Regions from separate parts of the Gossypium hirsutum genome. Here region 2 is linked to region 1. The links are chromatin contacts, called in public Hi-C maps. All regions are on one chromosome and are shown on one strand. The core of a region is the stretch at or near the end of the contact, and the rest is flanking DNA. Distances in the headings are between cores, read along the strand shown. Region 1 has its middle 14 kb from the start of LOC107950715. Region 2 has its middle 32 kb from the start of LOC121215825.

What was found. Hi-C and Micro-C count contacts between places; a contact is called where the count stands out from the background.
Region 2: a Hi-C map of leaf shows a contact between it and region 1, with 2.6 times the contacts expected there. The contact joins two enhancer-like sites. A contact is called at or near these places in 2 of 34 Hi-C or Micro-C datasets (both in leaf).

Annotation. Positions count from the first base shown.
Region 1 is chrD03:35,398,466-35,404,851 of Gossypium_hirsutum_v2.1, reverse strand. It overlaps LOC107950714. Among protein-coding and RNA genes, the nearest start is that of LOC107950715, 14 kb to the right of the region's middle. Within about 2 kb of position 3,506, at least 7 of the 9 cell types and tissues checked have an H3K27ac peak or open chromatin away from gene starts, as enhancers often do. A contact at or near this core is called in leaf, where this site is marked.
Region 2 is chrD03:35,472,377-35,478,960 of Gossypium_hirsutum_v2.1, reverse strand. It overlaps the pseudogene LOC107950713. Among protein-coding and RNA genes, the nearest start is that of LOC121215825, 32 kb to the right of the region's middle. Within about 2 kb of position 3,315, at least 5 of the 9 cell types and tissues checked have an H3K27ac peak or open chromatin away from gene starts, as enhancers often do. A contact at or near this core is called in leaf, where this site is marked.

The sequences.
Region 1 (6,386 bases), core at 2,257-4,756:
CAGATACAGAAACAAATAAACCACCACCTATCAACCCCCCCTTTAGAAATTAGGATCTTCTCCTCCTTTGTGTTTACGCCATTCCCAACACTTGTTCTTGCTTTCATTTATTATTATTTTATTATTTTGGCTGTAATTGTTGTGAGAGAAAGAAAGAAAGAAGGGGCAAGAGGGGGTTTGTTCAAGTGAGGAAATCTGTGGTATTCTGGGGTTTTGACCAATTATTTCGTGGTGACCCTGGTGAGTATATCTCTTCTTTTTTCTGGGTTTCTATTTCTTTTGTTTTATGGATTTGGGTCTTCCTTTTTTTTTCTTTTAGTTTTCTTTAAAGCCCTCTCATCTTTGTCTTTTGGTGTTTGAGAATTTCCTGCAAATACATGTCCTTTTTATGTTCCTTCTTACACGTTTGTCGGTGGTTTTATCATTTATGTTGTTCTTGAAATAATATAAGGGAAAATATGAAATTAAAAAAACAAAAGAATTCTTAGATTGAGGGCGAAAACTTAGTAGTGACTTGATGTTTCAGGATTTTCATGGATTGAGAGGAGAGGAAACAAGGGTATATAATGGGGAGTTATTTAGAAGAAGAAGATGATAAATTCTTTGATAGCAGGGAGGAGATTTCTTCTGCATCTGAGGAATGTGGTCCTAGTCCTGATTTAGCCTTAGTTAATGATTTTTTGGATAGTTTTGATCATTTCGAGTTCTGGTCTGCGTTCCCACAAAGTGTTGATAAGCGTCGGCATAACTTTAGAAGATGGATGGATCTAAATTTCGATGGGAATTCGATTACCGGGGAGGTTCCTGGTAGTTCCGACAGGGATGAACTTGAGTTGGGAATTTCTAGAATCTCACTAGATAGTGGAGCTGTGTTGAGGACTTCAGGTCTTGAACATGGGGTTTCATCCAACCAGTCCTTGGTGTCTTCTCGGATCAATGATGCTCAACAGCCTGAGGATCGTTTTGCATGTCAAGCCGATAATTTGGATGGTCAAGTGGAATCAGTAACAGTTGAACAGTATCAGAATGGAATAAAAAGTTGTTTACCAAGTTCAAGTTCAAGTAGATCTGTTTGTTCCCAAGTGTCTGAGCGAACTACTATGTTGTCTCCTTTGGTTGAGCGGCACTTGGATGGGGAGGTCAACGGAAGACCTGCAATAGATGTGAAAAGGAAAGTGAAAAGGAGTTGGTTAAGAAAATTAGGTGCCATGGCTCATATTGTTGATAGACATGTTGATGTTTCATCGAAGCCCGATAATCATGATTCGGTGCCCGGGGAAAGGATGAAAAGGGTAAGACCTCATCCATCTAGCAAGCATTCCAAGGAGTTGTCTTCCCTTTATTGTGGGCAAGAATTTGTAGCACATGAAGGGTCCATCTTGACGATGAAGTTCAGTCTGGATGGCGAATTCCTAGCAACTGCAGGTGAAGATTGTATTGTGCGTGTATGGAAGATTGTTGAGGATGACAGTTTAGACAAATTTGATATCCAAGACCTTGATCCGTCATGTCTCTACTTCAGAATGAATCATCTCTCACAGCTGATTCCTCTTAATGTCGATAAAGAAAATATAGATAAGATTAAGAGGTTAAGGAGATCATCCGATTCAACTTGCGTCATTTTCCCACCCAAGGTCTTCCGAGTTTTGGAGAAGCCTGTGCATGAATTCCAGGGGCACAGCGCAGAAATTTTGGCTCTTTCCTGGTCTAAGAAAGGGGTAAAGTTCCTAGGCTTCATCTTCCTTGTTAAGTTGCTTTCAATCTCTATTAACAAATAAAAATATAATATATATCCTTTATTGTAGTTTCTACTGTCATCTTCTGTCGACATGACCGTTCGTCTGTGGCAAGTGGGATACTATGGATGCTTGAGGGTTTTTTCTCATAACAATTATGGTAGGCCTTCCATAACCCTAATCCTAGCTGTACAGAAATAGTAGTTAATTACATTTTTTTGTTTTGTTAGCTGGTCATCATCTTTCATTACACGACATTAACATGTGTATTATTCTGTAGTAACTTCTGTTGCCTTCAACCCTGTGGATGACAATTATTTCATCAGTGGTTCAATTGATGGAAAAGTTCGCATTTGGGAAGTGCTTCGTTGTCGAGTCATTGATTATACAGATGTAAGGGATATAGTCACTGCTGTTTGTTATCGGCCTGATGGAAAGGTTTTTCAAATCTTTTGCTTTTATTAGCTTGTTGAAAATTTTGGTTTCTTCCTGAAATTTAATAGATTTAAAAAATAATAATGTTTGATTATTGTAGGGAGGAATTGTTGGTTCAATGACTGGCAGCTGCCGCTTCTATGATGTAATAGGTATGTTCATGTACAAAAGCCTGGATTTTATAGTACATTAATGGGGCTATTGAACATATGGGATAATATTAAGTTCATCCAACATTGAATATTAAGGTGGTTGGTTTTGCAATAAACATACAGTGTTCTGCACCAATGGTCCTTTTGTTGCTAGTAGTTTCTGCTTAAACCTCGGTGAATAATTTTAACTGTTCCTATAGGTACTCGACTTCAACTTGATGAACCGATATATTTACAAGGCAAAAAAAGTTACCTGGAAAAAGGATAACTGGCTTCGAGGTGGTTAAATTTAATCCTTACATTTCTTTTTCATTATATTTTTTTCTCCCAGGTGAAGGCTTACATATTGCTGTTTCACTTTGTAGTTCTCTCCTACTGATCCAAGTAAAGTGATCATTACTTCAGCTGATTCACTTGTCCGTGTCTTGTCCGGGAGAGATGTCATATGCAAAGTGAAGGGTGAGTATTTCACACTTCTGTTTATATAATCTCGTGATCACGAGGTGGTAGTTGATTTAGCTTCTTTTCATCTTCCAGCATCCGGCTTTCGAGTTGCAACGAGTCAGATATCTGCAACTTTTAGCCAAGATGGGAAACAGATCATCTCAGCCAGCGAGGATTCCAATATCTACATCTGGAATTACGCTAACCAGGAGAAGAACAGTTCCAAGCTGAAAAGCATTTCGTCTTGCGAGAGTTTCCTCTCCCACAATGCATCGGTTGCTATACCTTGGCGTGGAATTGAGACCATTCCAGCAACACTTACATCCCTAGAACTGGGTGGTGGGGATGTGAGGAGAAACAGCCACCCAAGCGGGCAGAAACATCAAAGTCCAAAGGTGGAGCCGGAACAACCTATGCCTAATTCTTCACCAGATTGTTTCTCTTTAACGCGTGTTCTATTGGAGTCATTAACAAAGGGGTCTCCAACTTGGCCTGAAGAGACACTCCCCAACGCGAGTCCGGTGACAGTTGCATCTGACATGTGCAAGTTCGAGTTAAAGGTTTTGAAAAGTGCCTATCAAAGCATGTTGAGTTCCCACAAGTGGGGACTTGTCATAGTTACTGCAGGCTGGGATGGACGGATTCGAACCTACCTCAATTATGGTCTACCTATTCGATTATAAGACCCCTCCAAAGATTCAGCAAGCTTTAACCAGGGACTGAATTCATGGCTGTTGCTGCAACAGGTTAAGGTTCGTGTGGTCCCCCTCCCTGCATGTGGGTCTGGACCCATCTTAGATTTGGAAGTGTATTAGAGTGCTATCAGTTCAAAGGGTTCGTTAATTTAGGGTCTAATCCAGTCAGGTCCCAACAAGTGGCTGGGGTTTAATATTTTGTTGGATCACAGCTTATAGATATCAAATTTATATATATTATTTTACTGATTCTTTGATTTGTTTGAGGGACTACGAGCTCTAAATTATGTGCTAACGGGCCCTTTCTTTTTGTAAGTAATTATTTTTAGCAGTATAAATGAACTTGTAACAACCATATTTGCATATCAATATTTTCGATAATTAATTTTCAAAAGAAAATATTTTCGATTTTCGATAATTTTATATAAAAATGCAACTAGTTTTCTTTGTCGTGCGATGCACCAGTTATTGTAATTTTTTTTGTTTAATCAACATATATTACAAGCGATAAAATATAATTTAATTGAAAAAATAAAAAGAAAATTAAAATACTTATTTCATTATAATATTATAATTTTAAATATTTCATTAGTTTTAAAAACATATAATGTAAAAAGTATTAACTTCCATGAATGTTAAATTATATATACATCAAATCATAAAACAAAATATACATAATATTAACCATAATTTATACATAATGTTAACTATTAATATTTAATTTATTTAAACTATTTTGAAAAAAAAACTTGGACCTACCTGAAATGATTGAAATATCTTTTAAACATAATAATAATTAAAATAAAAAATTACATAATTATTTAAGTTTTTTTTTGCTATTACGTAACCCTAGCACTCGCTATATTTCCTACTCTTCCATTCTGTAGAAGTTGCCGGAGTCGCCTTTGATCAACTCTTTTTTACACAAAAACCAACTAAAATTCTTTGAAAGCACAAAAAAAAGTTTCAACCCTGATAACATTGATCTGTCAAGTCCATCATTCGATCAAAATGGCCACTAACATTTGTATGTTTTGTCAAAATGGTCCTAATTATATTTTTGAGCTTTTTTTGGCCATTAACATTCATTCCTTTTTTCAATATGTTTTTTTCTAATAGATTTAATAAATAAATTCAAGGTTTCAATATTTGTTTTCTTTCAAAAGGTTTCAATCTTTCATACGTTTGTTTATTGAAAAGTTTTTCTACTGGGTTAATTTTTTTAGATAATTACGCTTATTTTTTTAAAATTAAGAGTTATTTTTTTAAATTTAATGTATGATTTATTTTATTATTTTTCACATGTAATTGTCTTATTGGGTTATCTAAGTAATAAATTATATATCAATAAAAATATTCTACATTTGAAATTCTACATCATCCCCGTTAACTTTTTTAATGGTATTTTTATTAAATCTGTTAGAAAAAGTAGATTGAAAAAATGAACAAAGGTTGATAGCCAAAAACGACTAAAAAATATAATTAGGGTCATTTTGACAAAACATACAAACGTTAGTGGCCAAATTTGTTGTTAAGCCTTTTTTATAGCTTCCAACATCAATAATTAATCCACTAAAGAATTGACAAACTAAAATTAGGTCTAAAAATATTATATTTTTAGTAAATTAAGTACATTGCTTGACTAAATAGTAATATAAGTGGCAAAATTACCTAAAATGTAAATGCAAATATAATCATTTGATTTCAAAACTAACTATGATGGGTGTAACTCCATGAATTATCATATATGAAAAGTAGTAGTATTTATTTAAAAAATTAAAATTAAAGCAATTAAAAATGTTAGATACTAATGGGTCAACTAATCATAATATTAAAAAAAGATTAAAGTGTCAAGCAATTAATGGTGCCACTTGTCAGCATCAGAATTATCCAAGAACATAAACTTTTCAAATTTGCAAGTATACCTTTATATATATATATATATATTAAAATAAATCACTTTGAAAGTTTTCAATTTTTTTTTGAAACAAAGTCAATATGCATTGAAAAAAAGAAAATTAAAACACACAAGGTAAACGGAAAGAAACAGTTGTCCTAATAGTTGTTACAAGCCTGCTGGTAACTGAGACGGTGCCTCGAGCTTTCCTAAAACATTAACTAAAGAAATGAAAGAGCCTGAATTCCTAAAAATTAAAGAAAACCTAACAACTAAACCACAAAACCTTTCCTGATCCTAAACACATTTCCTTTTCTCTACATTTGTAAACACACCGGAGTCTATTGGTGTATTGCCATCGTTGTGTTTTCCTTTGAAGCACCATACTAGACCACTCCAAAATTGAGTTCGTCGGAGAAATAAGCTGTCCCCGAACTCAGAAAGACAAAAATAAACCTTTATTGTTCCAAGAGCCTTCTTTGATTTTTGACGACATTAGGTTCTACTTTCGAAGGTACCTCTTCCATCCAATAGATCGAGCCAGAAAGACTGTGCCCTCGTGTTGCGAGAGTGTGCGCTGCTTCATTTTCCTTCCAAGGGCTATATTGAAAATATAAGTTAAGAAATCTGGGTCTTTTCTTTTTTATTTCATCAATTATGTTACCAATCACCGATGTATCCTCTGAAACAGACTTGATTTTTTAAAAAATAGTTAAGGCATCACCTTCCACAACAAGGTCTCGAAATCTCAATTCTTCCCCAAATATGATAGCCTGAAGACATGCATTTGCTTCCGTGGTGGTTGGGTCCCTAGTTCTTCCTAAAGGGTAGGTGCACGATCCCATCACAAGACCATAATTTCTTATTATGATTCCTGTTGTTGCTTTCAATTCTTGTTGAAAAAATATTGCATTGAAATTAACCTTCATTTGTTCTGCCTTGGGGGGTCTCCAAAAGTTCTCCTTTGGCTTCATATTAATCTCTTTTATGGTTTGTATCTGATTTAATTCCAACACATAAGCTTTTA
Region 2 (6,584 bases), core at 2,066-4,565, 74 kb before region 1:
AAGACCGGCACTGAAGTCCTGGGATCTGCCTTCACCGTGGGTATTATTAAGCTAGCTAACATAGCTGAATCCATCTTGGGATGATCTTGTGAAATACCTGTCAGCGAAGTACGTTAAATAATGCCACATTACATAATAATAGTATTATTCAAAAACCCTAAATACTATACCTGCAGCACATGTATGTAGGCCTTTTTACTTTTTTATCTCCCACAATCCTGTCCTTTTCCTCAACGAGGCATAGATTTTCCATGAACATGTACCGTCTTACACTGCACACTTCACCTCAAACTTATCAGCTTTGGATTTAACCACGTGGTAGTTAACGCCGTTATTGATGTTATGTTGTTTCAATGCACCAATAAAACTATCCTTATTGGAAAACTTATTACCAACTTCAAATTCACCCGAATCCAATAGCGAACTTGTACGATCACACATTCTGTGTGGTAGATCTGGAAACTCCAACGTATTATCTATAGATAGATCGACATTATGCATGTGGGTTGGAGGTGAGTATGCCCTGAATCATGGATCTTCTTCTTCATCTGAACCCCCTTCAACATCTTCAGGTTCGATTCGAAAATAATGCAACTTTTGCACCATCGGGCCCGGGCTCTCGAGGTGGATCGACATCGGAGTCATCTTCTAACCCACCATCATCTGCAACGTACGAGGTCCCCTCACCGGTGGACGTAGTAAGGAATACATCATCCTTTCTTCTGGGCATTTCATAACGTCCCCAATTGGATGTAGATTGCCAACCACTTGAAGTTGATGTTGTTCCCCAGTACGTATTTTTAGCATCAAACATCGACCCACTGAGGTGCATGTCCCATCTACTGACGGAGTGTCGTGCAGGGGTTGTGTATTCCATACTGCTACCAAACATGGGCGGTTCTATATTTTGTAACCCACTAACCAAGTGTCGAATGGGGGTCGTGTATACCTCTCGAACAACAGTCGCAAGTGTATCATTTGGCGATGTAAATTGTACATATAACTCAATATAGGGTGCTCCACTAGCGAGATGAGTCTGCACCATTGCCTCCAAGCTACGAGCACCTTTTATGTCGAACGAGTCATATGTCACCGGATCAACAGAAGAACAAAATCGATACGTAATAGACAGAACTATTATTGGTGTCGTTCCGAATATTTTACGCCTAATTCTTTTACGAATTTTTGTCAAATCTATGTACTGGTTAAAAACTAGTCGCACTGTATTCTCCGATAAAAAAACAACACCGTTCTCGGTGTGACGAACCTCACCATCATAGTAAATAACAACACTAATACGTTCACTCATATTCAATTTCTATCCTTCTTAGCCTCTCTAATTTTTTTTTTGTAACTTATGCAATCTGAGAAAAAAATTTGGCTCATTTATAGCCTCAGGCCAAATAGCAACTACTGTAGCAAAAGAGCGTCCACGTGGGAGCTTCTTTCAGTACTTTTGCTGACAAAGCATCCTTCTTAAAGCGTTTTTGACACTATTTCCTCAGAAACGTCTTCTCAAAATTATTTTTTCAGGAACTACTGTAGCAAAAGAGCATCTACGTGGGAGCTTTTTTTAGTACTTTTGCTGACAAAGCATCTTGCTTAAAGCATTTTTGAAACTATTTGCTCAGAAACGTCTTCTCGAAATTATTTTTTCAGGAACTACTGTAGCAAAAGAGAGTCCACGTGGGAGCTTTTTTAAATTAACAAATAATTTAATTAAGCAACCCTAAACCCCAAACCCTAATTTATTTGAATTTTTTTCCTTAAACTCTAAACTCTAAACCCTAAACCCTAATCTAATTTTTTTAAAATTTATAATTAATTTACTCAAGTAACCCTAAACCCTAATTTATTTTATTTTTCCTTAAAAACCCTTAACACTAAACCCTAATATGATTTTTTAAAAATTTATAATTAAATTACTCAAGTAACCTTAAACTCTAATTTAATTGATTTTTTCCTTAAAAATCATAAACACGAAACCCTAATCTAATTTTGAAAAATTTATAATTAATTCAATTAAGAAGCCCTAAACCCTAAACCCTTATTTATTTAATTTTTTCTTTAAACCCAAAAACCCAAAAACTCCAAAACCCTACCCCTAAACCCAAAATCCAAAACCCTGACCCTAACACAGGAGACACGGGAAAAACGCTTCTTCAAGGAAGCACTTTGTCCACGTGGACACAAAGCGCGCCCTCAAGGAAACGTTTTCTGTCCACGTGGACAAAGCGCTTCCTTGAGGAAGCGTTTTCATACTTTGTCACCTAACAACATGTTGATGTGGACGCGTTTTCGGGGAAATTGGCCCATTCCGGTAATTAATTTTTTACTTGGCCCATTTCAGTAATTTAAAAAAAAGAGGCTTTTATTGGTATTTTACCCTATTATATTAATCAATTTAATGACCCATGTTTGCTAATAAGTATAATGACATGGTTTAATTGCTATTTCAGTCCTTTGGTTCATTTCTTAATTAAAAGTCTATAGCAATTAAACTTTTACTACTTTTACAATTTGATTCTTGTACCTTAATTAATCATTAATTCGATAAACTTGTCTATCCAAAAATTAATTCACCTAGAACATAACTCCATAAATATTTAATAAAAATATTTACAATATCGATTTACGGAATTAAAGTCCTGAAATCGAATTTCTCCAACACCAACAACTTTCAGATCGTTACAAGATCGAGAGGAGAGAACTGATCGTTTCCAAATAAAAAATATGCTTTTACCGAAGGGGTCAATAACATCCGTGCGAACCATCGAGCTGAAATTTGAGGAGCCAAAAATATAACCTTCTTATCTAGCTAAACAACTTAGAATACCAAAATCATGGTTATCTGTATGGTGCAGATTAGTACATACATTTTGGTATATTATATCTTTTAAATTTATGCATATTTCAATAATTTCGATATATTGTAAATTGTTTGTCTCAATATTAATCTATATAAATATTATATTTTATTTATATCTATTGATACAAAATTTTGATATGAAAACAAACACAAATACTAATACATATCACTTTCAGAACATAAATATTACTTTCTACCCCCTACATTCTAACCAAAATCCAAAAACCATGGGAGAATTCACCATCGAATTCCCTTTCTTCCCCAGTTTCAATATATGCTAATATCCCTTCTTTTGATTTTATCAATATGTACACAAACGCCATTCCGAATATTTTCAAAGAACATGACTGTCACCATTTCTTTATTAACCAGCAATTACATTCATCCACTTGGCTAACCATTGTCCACAGTCGTAGTCAACTTCAAACTCTCACAAATCCAATGTATGTTGTATAGGCTTTTTTTTTTTTTGCCTATATATCAATGTTACAGTGGTTGTCCACGTGCTTAGTCCTTATCGTAAATCCTGATTACCGTCGTTTTGCGATTACATTACCGGCCGTCCTTTCTTACTTTGTTTTTTTTTCAGATCCTTAAAATTCAACACGCGTTAATCCATGTCTCGTTCAATCTCCTTCGATTCTACCCATCATTATGGCCCCATTTCTTTACCACACCTACCGTAAAAGGCATTTCCTTTTTCTCTTTTCAGTGTTCATTCTTTCACAGTCGCTGCCTCCAATGGCCCTCACTAACCCACTTTCACCTCCATCATCATGTACCAAAGGTCCGGGTCCCGTAATCCCTGTAACACCCTTACTAAGTTTCCTTGTACGTGTCCAAGAAACTGCTTTGCAAACTTATGGGAAATCGAATTTTGATCCTAAACACTATGTAGACTTGTCGTTAAAGTCTAATCTTTCCACCACCGTGGAAGCATTCGATAAACATCCCAAGACGGAAAATGGGTCAGTTTCTGTTAAGGATTTTGAAGGGTTTATCGGGAAGTACTTTAATGATGCAGGGGATGATGTTGTATATGCTGAGCCAGTGGATTTTGTACCTGAGCCGCATGGCTTTTTGCCCAAGGTGGAGAACCCAGAGGTGAGAGGTTGGGCATTGGAAGTCCATGCTTTATGGAAGAATTTTAGCAGGAAAGTTTCGAGCTCGGTTCTTCATGATCCTGAATTGCATACTCTGCTTCCTTTGCCAAGGCCTGTAATAATTCCTGGTTCACGTTTCACTGAGGTTTATTATTGGGATTCTTATTGGGTTATCAGGTTAGTTTTTGACTTCATCATAATGTTTTTAGTTTTAGGATCATAAAGGAATATTCTCTTGGAAATTGCTTCCATGTGGCTTCACAGTTTATTGGAGTTTTTAAGGAATCAACATACCTTAGTTTAAAATCTTAATGGGGATTGATGTTTAATATGTTTGTGCAGAGGCCTGCTGGCAAGTAAAATGTACGAGACTGCAAAAGCAATAGTGACTAATCTCATTTTCATGCTAGACACTTATGGTCATGTTCTTAATGGTGCTAGAGCCTATTATACCAATCGAAGGTAATGCTTTTCAGTTATTTTCTTATCATTGTTTTAGGAATAAATGAAAATGGGTTTTCTTTTAACTTTGTAATTCTGCTTTTCATATTTTACATTAGATCAAACAATGTAAATTACTACTAGTTTTTACAGTCTTAATTGCTTATTGCCTTGTACAACTATCTAATAGCTGTTGTTCCAATAGGATCGGAAGCGTGTAAATTATTGTACTAAAAAATCACACAAAGTTCAATTCTCAGGGAAGAGAGGTGGATCACAAGGATCTCTTAAATACCAAGTCTTTCCTTAGTCAGAATATTCCTTCTAACGTAATTTAATAGCACAATTAAATACTACTATTATACCCTCAAATATTGAAAGAAAAATAGGACAAAAAGAACACAAGAGTTTTAACGAGGTTCGGTAAATTATACCTACGTCCTCGGGCTACTAAAACCAGATGATAACTTTACTATCTCCAAAATATTACAAACAAATAGAATTCCTTAAGAATTCTCAAATGGGAGAAGAGAGAAAACTAAGAGAGAAAGATTGGTTGGGATGAATTGAAATGAGAAATGAGAAGGCCTATTTATAGTTGAGGTTCAAGGACCAAACAAAAAATAGCCCATTATCTCAAGGACCAAAAAAAAATTATCCCTTGCCACTTTTCCAAAGTTGGTGGTTGTCATTATTGATTGTCTCCCATTAATGTTAATGGCAACCATTATTAATTGTCTTCCATTAATGTTAACAATCTCCACCTTGAAGATTTGATTAGGATAATCACATCTTCACACACTTCCTTCAACTCCCCAAATTCGATAAAGCTATCTTTTGTAGTGCCTACAAATGCGCTCTCGAGCGCCATACACCTGAAGGTGCTCAAATTCTCAGGATGTTAATCAAGTTCAAACAATGATTAAACTTGATTGTTGTTACCACCTTGGTCATCATATCTGCGGGATTATCTGCTATCGGAATCTTCTGAAGTAGAATTTTTCCTTTTTCAAAGACTTCCCGCACAAAGTGATATCTTACGTCGATATGCTTGGTTCTTGAATGATAGACTTGATTTTTCGCTAAATGAATAGCGCTCTGACTGTCACAATATAAACTTATGTGACTTTGAACAACTCCTAAGTCTTTCAACAATCCATTAAGCCAAATAGCCTCCTTAACAGCTTCTGTAACTGCCATATATTCTGCCTCTGTAGTAGACACAGCTGCTGTAGACTGTAAGGTAGACTTCCAACTCACTGGGGCTTTCGCAAGAGTAAACAGATACCCCGTAGTTGAACGACGTTTATCTAAATCACCAGCAAAGTCGGAATCAACATATCCAACTACAAACTGACCAAGTGCTTCATCCTTCTCAAAAATTAAACCAACATCTACGGTTTTTCGAAGATACCGTAGAATCCATTTCACAGCTTGCCAATGTCCTTTTCCAGGATCATGCATATACCTGCTCACAACTCCAACAGCTTGTGAAATGTCAGGCCGCGTACACACCATCGCATACATCAAACTCCCAACTGCATTAGCATATGGGACTTTTGCCATATATTCTCTTTCTTTTTCAGTTTTCGGAGATAATTGAGCACTAAGTTTCAAATGAGAAGCAAGTGGGGTACTTACATGTTTTGTGTTTTCATTTACACCAAAACATTGTAATACCTTTTTCAAATATTGCTTCTGATTCAAACAAAGCTTGCCTCTCTGTCTATCTCTACTTATCTCAATGCCGAGAATCTTCTTGGCCTTACCTAGATCTTTCATCTCGAACTCTTGATTCAACTGAGCCTTCAGCTTATCTATCTCTTTTTGGCTCGTCGAAGCGATTAACATATCATCAACATACAAGAGTAGATAAATGAAAGATCCGTCATGCAGCTTCTGCAAATACACACAATTGTCATATTTGCTTCTTGTGTACTTCTGCCTTCTCATAAAGCTATCAAATCGCCTGTACCACTGCCTCGGGGATTGCTTCAATCCATATAGCGATTTGTTCAGCTTACAAACCCAATTTCTACCACCAGCATCTGTGTATCCTTCAGGCTGAGTCATATAGATCTCCTCTTTTAACTCACCATGCAAGAAAGCCGTCTTAACATCAAGTTGAGCTAGCTCCAAATTCAACTGTGCTACCAAGGCCAACAAAATTC